2 separate regions of the Gossypium hirsutum genome follow, and region 1 is linked to region 2. Evidence: chromatin contacts called from public Hi-C data. All regions are on one chromosome and are shown on one strand. Each heading gives the region's core, a stretch centred on a gene start, on an enhancer-like site or on the middle of the called end of the contact. The rest is flanking DNA. Distances are from core to core; before and after follow the strand shown. Region 1 holds the start of LOC107914863. Region 2 holds the start of LOC107914996 (40S ribosomal protein S3a).

Evidence for each region. A called contact is a pair of places that touch in the nucleus more often than the background predicts.
Region 1: a Hi-C map of leaf shows a contact between it and region 2, with 1.9 times the contacts expected there. The contact joins the promoter of LOC107914863 here to the promoter of LOC107914996 in region 2. A contact is called at or near these places in 2 of 34 Hi-C or Micro-C datasets (callus and leaf).

Annotation. Positions count from the first base shown.
Region 1 is chrD10:35,467,161-35,470,553 of Gossypium_hirsutum_v2.1, forward strand. It overlaps LOC107914863, which reads left to right and starts at 1,307. Exons shown (of 15, transcript XM_041102560.1): 1 at 1,307-1,464; 2 at 1,547-1,670; 3 at 2,664-2,745. The coding sequence starts at 1,633.
Region 2 is chrD10:34,875,193-34,878,590 of Gossypium_hirsutum_v2.1, forward strand. It overlaps LOC107914996 (40S ribosomal protein S3a), which reads left to right and starts at 1,806. Exons shown (of 7, transcript XM_016844080.2): 1 at 1,806-1,976; 2 at 2,088-2,135; 3 at 2,244-2,349; 4 at 2,778-2,918; 5 at 3,019-3,204; 6 at 3,371-3,398. The coding sequence starts at 1,966.

The sequences.
Region 1 (3,393 bases), core at 57-2,556, 590 kb after region 2:
GGGGATTTAAATTCAAATCTGATTCGGTTTAATCTTAATCTTTGTTTGTGTTTTCAGATCTGTTCGTCTAGGGCCTTTCATAGGAGTTTCTCGTGTCTTGGCAACTCGATCTTGGTCCACGCGCAACCTTATATCAGTTTTTGTCAGATGTAATCAATGCAATTTTGAAAGATAAGGAGGTGACTAAAGACAATAAAGAGGGTGGATGGGACTTTGAACACCTCTTTGGGGGATAAAGGATGAGAAAGAAAATGATGAAATGTAGGGAAATGAGAGAAAATAAAAAATATAATGTTTAATTAATTTTTTATTTAAAAATTCTTATTTAATTAAAAATGATATGTTTCACATTTTAATTAGATCTAACATTTTTTTTAAATGGCGGAACGGTTTGGATCAAAATTAGTAATATAATCAAAGTTTAAGTATCACTTTATGTCAAAAAAATAAAATAAAAGGTAGCTAAGTAGGAAAAAGGCTATAATTTGGTGGTCAATTTTTTATTTAAACCTTTTCTGAATGGTAAAAATATTTGATTGGAGTTTGGTAAACTAAAATAATTATGACAAAAAACCTTAAACAATAAATTTGAAAATCGATTCGGCTCGTTGATCTTTAGCTCAGTTGACATCGTTGCTATTGCAATACTTAAGAGGTCTTGGGTTTGAACATGTTTAAGCATGTATTTCTTTTAATTTAAGGGTTTGAGAGTTTATGAGTAGAAGTAGCACAAATCAAGAAAAAATAAAAACTGACTCAAACCAAAGTGTTTGGATGATTTATAGAATGTAAGTTTAAAAACTATGACTACTCGAAACTAAATTGTATTCTATTTTTATTTAATTTATAATTAATTTTAATTTTTATGATAAAAACAAATATTTTAATTTAAAATAGTGAGAGTAACTTAAAAACTCTATAAAAAATCATATATAAAAGGTATTGATTATTTTTATTTACTTGAAAAATTATTAATTTTTATAAATATTTATAAAAATTCTTTAAAATTTTGCCGAGTAATAATAAAAAATCATAAAATAATTTTTTTCCAAATAAATCTAAAAATAAAAGATAAAAATAAAAAATTAGGCGGATAACCAAATTATAATAAACGATAAAAAAATCCAAAAACCCAACCCAACCCAACCCGAGTAAAAGTGTAACAAGAAAATCGGTTGGGCTCCACTTATCAAGACCTCTAACCCAATTACTTTCAGTCCCAACTCACTCTCAAACACGTACCAACTTCTTGAGCACGTGCAAACAGCCAGAGAGGCAAAGATTAAGACACTTGGTTGGGCTGGCATGGCAACGAAAACCAAAAAATTATTATTTTAAAAAAACATTTCGTTTTTGAAGGAAGGAAAGAAAGAAACTCGGGAAACATCAACAGCAACAACAACATTTGACAAAGTTGTTGTTCTTCTTCTTCAAAGAAAACCCTTTTTCTTTACTCATCGCAAGGTTCTTTTTTCTTTGATCCGCTGCTGTCTTTTTCTTTTCTTTATCATAATAGTATAATAGAATTTCTTCTCGCAAACTCTAGGTTTTTGTTGTTGGGTTTTGGAAACATCATTAACTCAACAAGAACAGCACAGCCCAGATCACTTTAGTTATCATTTTTGGAAATCTATGGAGCAGCTTGTTAACTTCATAATACGCCCTCCCAGGTAGTAATCTTTCCTTTTTTAATTTTACTTTTTTTGGAAAAAAATTACCTTGTTTCCCTTTTTGTTGAATTTAATTTTTTTAAAATTTTCTTTTACGATCTTGTTTCCCTTTTTTTTATAAAATTTAATTTTTTTTTTATTTTTTATGATCTGTTCCATTTGGCTGACGAGGAAAGTTGTTAAGAGAAAGGAAAAATTGGGATTTGAAATTTAAGAGAAAAGAAAACCATTGCTTTTTACTTGCACCCCTTTTATATAGCATCAGATTTGAAGTTTTTATTTTTGTATTCATGTTGATCAGTTTCTAAGCAAGCATACCTGGGTGATTATTATTGTTATTATAGGGCTCTTACCGTTGGAATTTTATAATTTACGTTACTTCGTGGTTCCCTATGATCTTTCCATAATTTCAGAGCATGTCTGATTATTTGTGATGGCTTTCTGTTGGCTCTTGATTTGGTTAATTTTATTAATTTTGTGTAATTTTCTTTTCTTGTGCATATATAAATATATATTATTTTTCTCTTGTTATGGGAGTTGTGGGTATTTGAATTTCAAACCTTTCATGGGTTCTGGCATGCGAGTCTTTGGGTGATTTTGTTATTGTTTTCTGTTAGACTTATGTTTGGATTAATAATAATAATAATAAATACTGTAAGTTATAGTTTGTTCAGCTTAGCTGTGGAATTTAGACTATTATTGGTAAGATTATATCTTCATGAATGTAAAACTATAGCCAGAAATTTAGAAACATAAGTCATCTGGCTTTAAGCATATTGTTGTAACGCTGTTCTATGCTGGAGATAAGATGGTATATAATCAGCAGACTTATGGAAAGGGCACTGAGATCCTTTCATGAGATATTAAACAAGAAAGATAAGTGAATCAAAAGATAGTCAAAATCTTTTTTAATGAACACGTTTGGGACATCATTAATTTAAGACTGAATATTATTGTACCCAATTTCTAATGGGCATTATTGTTTGGTGGCAGAGCTGAATACAATCCAGAAAGTGATCTTTTGGATGAAGAGTTCATGTTGAAAGGGAAATGGTATCAGAGAAAGGATATAGAGGTACAGTTTAAAGTTATATACGCCTGAAAAATTTTAGATTTATTTAGTTTCCTAAAATTTGTAACTTTATTGGTTTTTCCCAAACCTATTTATGATGTTAATCTGTTCATTTCCCTGATCCCTCAATAAAATAACTTTCTTTAAAAAAATGTAGTAGTACAATAGATATGACTGCATTGTCTTGTCATCAACACATTCATATTACTGGTAAACTAAAACCAGTTAGTTAGGTGCCCCTAGCAATTGTACCTCTTTACTTTCTCTTTTCCTTTGGCAGGAAACATTACAGAGAAAGGTCATTTTTTTTATACTTTTCTTTGACTTGATTCGTAATTTTGAATCTTTTCCTTGTTGGCACTTGGCAACCATTGTGGTGCTGGCATGTGCTTTATGACACATTATTGAAGATTGAGGCTCATAGAAATTTGAATTGCCGGCCATTCTTCTGCATGTTGGTACAAGATAGGCTAAAATCAAATTCTTTTTACTTGTAAGCCTAGGTTTTTGTGTCAGAGATGCTGTTTCAATTGCAAAATCAGTTCTGAAACTACATTTCTGTTATCATTTTATTGGGTGGGCTGGTCTGAGGTGTGTTCTAACAAGATTAATACTTTCTTTATAAGAGGTAACCCTAAATGAAGATTTGAT
Region 2 (3,398 bases), core at 556-3,055:
GTTGGTACCTCCGCACTAACATCATTAGTTTGTGCATAGGCTGACTCGAAAAAATAGAAAAAAAAAATTTGAATTTCGAGTTAAACGAATCGAGTTATTCGAATCAACTCGAATTTTTTTTTCGAATTTCGAGTTCGAATCGAATTGAGTTTTTGAATTCGAATAACTCGAATAATTCGAATATCAAACTATAATATTTTACATTTTTACCCCAAACTCTCAAACTTTTTTACTTTTCCCTCAAAACTTTTACTCCTTCCCACTTTCCCCCCAAAACTTTTACTCCCCTCCCAACCCTTTAATCTACCCAAAATCCATTTCCCACCAAAATTTTACTCTCCTATTTATTTTTTCTCAAAATTTTACTTCCCAAAACTATCAAAATCTTTTATTTTCGCCCAAAATTTTTACTCCTTCCCACTTTTCTCCTAAAACTTTTATTCACTTCCCATCCCACCTTCCATCTATCCCAAACCTTCACCCTTCAATTTTTTTTAAATATTTTTCCTTTAAAATTTTACTCTCTCTATTTACTTTCCCTCAAACTTTTATTCTCCAAAACTTTTTATTTTTCTCTTAAACTTTTACTTATCACCCTTAACTCTCAAATAAAAAATTAAAATTATCTAAAAAAATCACTAAACATAAATAGTAATAATTTTATTTATATCTACTATTTATATTATTAAATTAAATTTCACATTTTATATTATTTATATTATTGAATTGTTTAGTCATATTGAATATTTATATTAAAATTGAATTATTAATTATGCCATAAAATATTCGTGTTAAAATTTTATATTGGTATCAATTTCAAATTTTATTTTTAAAATAACTTTTATTAAAAAAATTATATTTTTACATTTAATATATTTTTTAATTCTAAAATACATAGTGACAAGAATCTGAAGATAATTGAAACAACTAAGCAAGCAAAGAAGCTAACCAATATATAAAAAATTAATAAATAAATTATGAAGTGATAAAAGTTAATAAAAAATTTGATTAAGTGGACAAATTTTATTACGATGAATGATAATGGTTACAAGGACCCAAAATTATTTTTTAAAATTTAACTCGAACAAATATATTCGATTCGATTCGATTCGAATTCCATCTCACTCGACTCGATTCGAGAAAACTTCAAATATAGTTAGGATGATAAAATGAGATTCGAAAACTCGATTAACTCGAAAATTTTCGATTCGATTCGATTCGATTCGATTCGATCGAATGCTCACTCCTATTTGTGCTGATGTGACATTGATGACCAATTTTATAGTGACACGTGGGAATCTATCAGTATGACACGTGGTATACATAAATTAAAAATATTTTAAAAAATATAAAATTAATTTTAAAAAGTAGAAGTTATTGAGCAAGCTCAAATACCAACTAGATGCTTTTTAAACAAGTTCATATACCATCTAGTTAACTTTGGACAAGTTCAGGGGTGAATTATATTTGAACTCTTAAAAAATTAACGATGTTAACAAATTGAAATAATGTGTGACAGAATACAAATTCAACTTCCAACTAAGTAAAAAAAAGAATTTAGATATAACTAAATATTTTTAGAGAAATTTAAAAGATAAATTAAGTATTAATCCAAAGGAGAATTATAGTTTATAAATAAATTTTTATTAAAGAAATTGAAATTGAAATTGAGATGTACACCGAATTTCAAGACTACTTTTTTAAATTGGATAGGAGACGATTCAATTAAAATTAAAAATTCCAATAAAACTAAAAGGCCCCAAATCTACAATTAAATGGGTTTAAAATTTTAATCGAATCGATTTGGATTTGCTGAAAAGACCAATACCTCTCAGTGAGCGACTAAAAGCCCAAAAGTGTTTATTCCTATATAAACCCATACATAAAACTAGGGTTTTAAGCACTGAAGAAGTTGTAGCTCCAGCGGCCGTTTGCATATCGTAGCTAACCTGCAAAGTTTCGACAATGGCTGTCGGGTGCTCATTTTTCTCTCTTTAATCTTTCCCATTATTAATACATATATCTTGTTTCTTTTCCTTTATCTGATGTGTGTGATTTTTGGGTTCTTTCTCTGTGTTGTAATATAGGAAGAACAAGAGGATTTCCAAGGGAAAGAAGGGAGGAAAGAAGAAGGCGTGAGTATTATTTTACAATTTCATTTTAGCTTTAATCATGTTTCGTGTATTTTAGAAAGAGATGTTTGTTGAGTGTTGATTTTTTATTTTTGGTTGGGTTTTCTTTAGGGCTGATCCATTTGCTAAGAAGGATTGGTATGATATCAAGGCTCCATCAGTTTTTACTACCAGAAATGTTGGGAAGACTCTTGTTACCCGTACTCAGGGTACCAAGGTACGTTTTCTTCTTTTAACTTGTTATTTACTTTCACTGTTTTGAAAATGATTGCTCTGTATTGTATATAAGCTTCTTGGATATTTTGAACATGAGTGAAAATTTTGTTTCATTCAGACTCTCCGCGCATTGTATACTTGTTCTAGTGTTATGACATTTCCATCTTTCCTGGAAATGATGATAGCGGAGTTTAATGTTATGTTGATCGTTCCTGCTATTTGATGTTTTGCTATGTTGTTAATTAAATGAGGAATTCCATCTTTGAGCTGAGGGTTATGTAGTAGGTAATGGTTGTTAAGCTGAAATGTTGAATAGTCATTTCTTTTTCATCTACTAAACTTATAGAAGCCTAATATGTTCCATTATCAAGCAAAATGGAATTTGAACACTTGGGAGTTCTAACTTGAAATGTGTTTTTTTACTGACAGATTGCTTCAGAAGGACTCAAGCACCGTGTGTTTGAGGTCTCACTGGCTGATCTTCAAGGAGGTGATGAGGATCATGCTTACAGAAAGATTCGTTTGAGAGCTGAAGATGTTCAAGGAAAAAATGTTTTGACCAACTTTTGGGTATGATAAATATAATTTATCTTTGGTTACTTCATTTTTTCATTGTTGTTTCTGTTCATAAATTAACCAAGTTGCTTTATTTCCCATTCTGAATATCCAGGGAATGAATTTTACAACTGACAAACTGAGGTCATTGGTGCGTAAATGGCAAACTTTGATTGAAGCTCATGTGGACGTAAAGACAACTGACAGTTACACTTTGAGAATGTTCTGCATCGGGTTCACTAAGAGACGACCAAACCAGGTTAAAAGGACTTGTTATGCACAGTCCAGCCAGATTAGACAGGTTCTGTCCTGTTCTCTGATAAATATTTAAATTTGCAACAGAATTTTTTTACTCATATATCTTTATACCCATTGAAACTTCAGCGATCAGTTGTTTATAATGTATTTATGCTTTCTTTGATTGATCAATTCCACGATGACTCTAGTGAAGTTGCTTTGTTTTTCAGATACGCCAAAAAATGAGAGAGATAATGA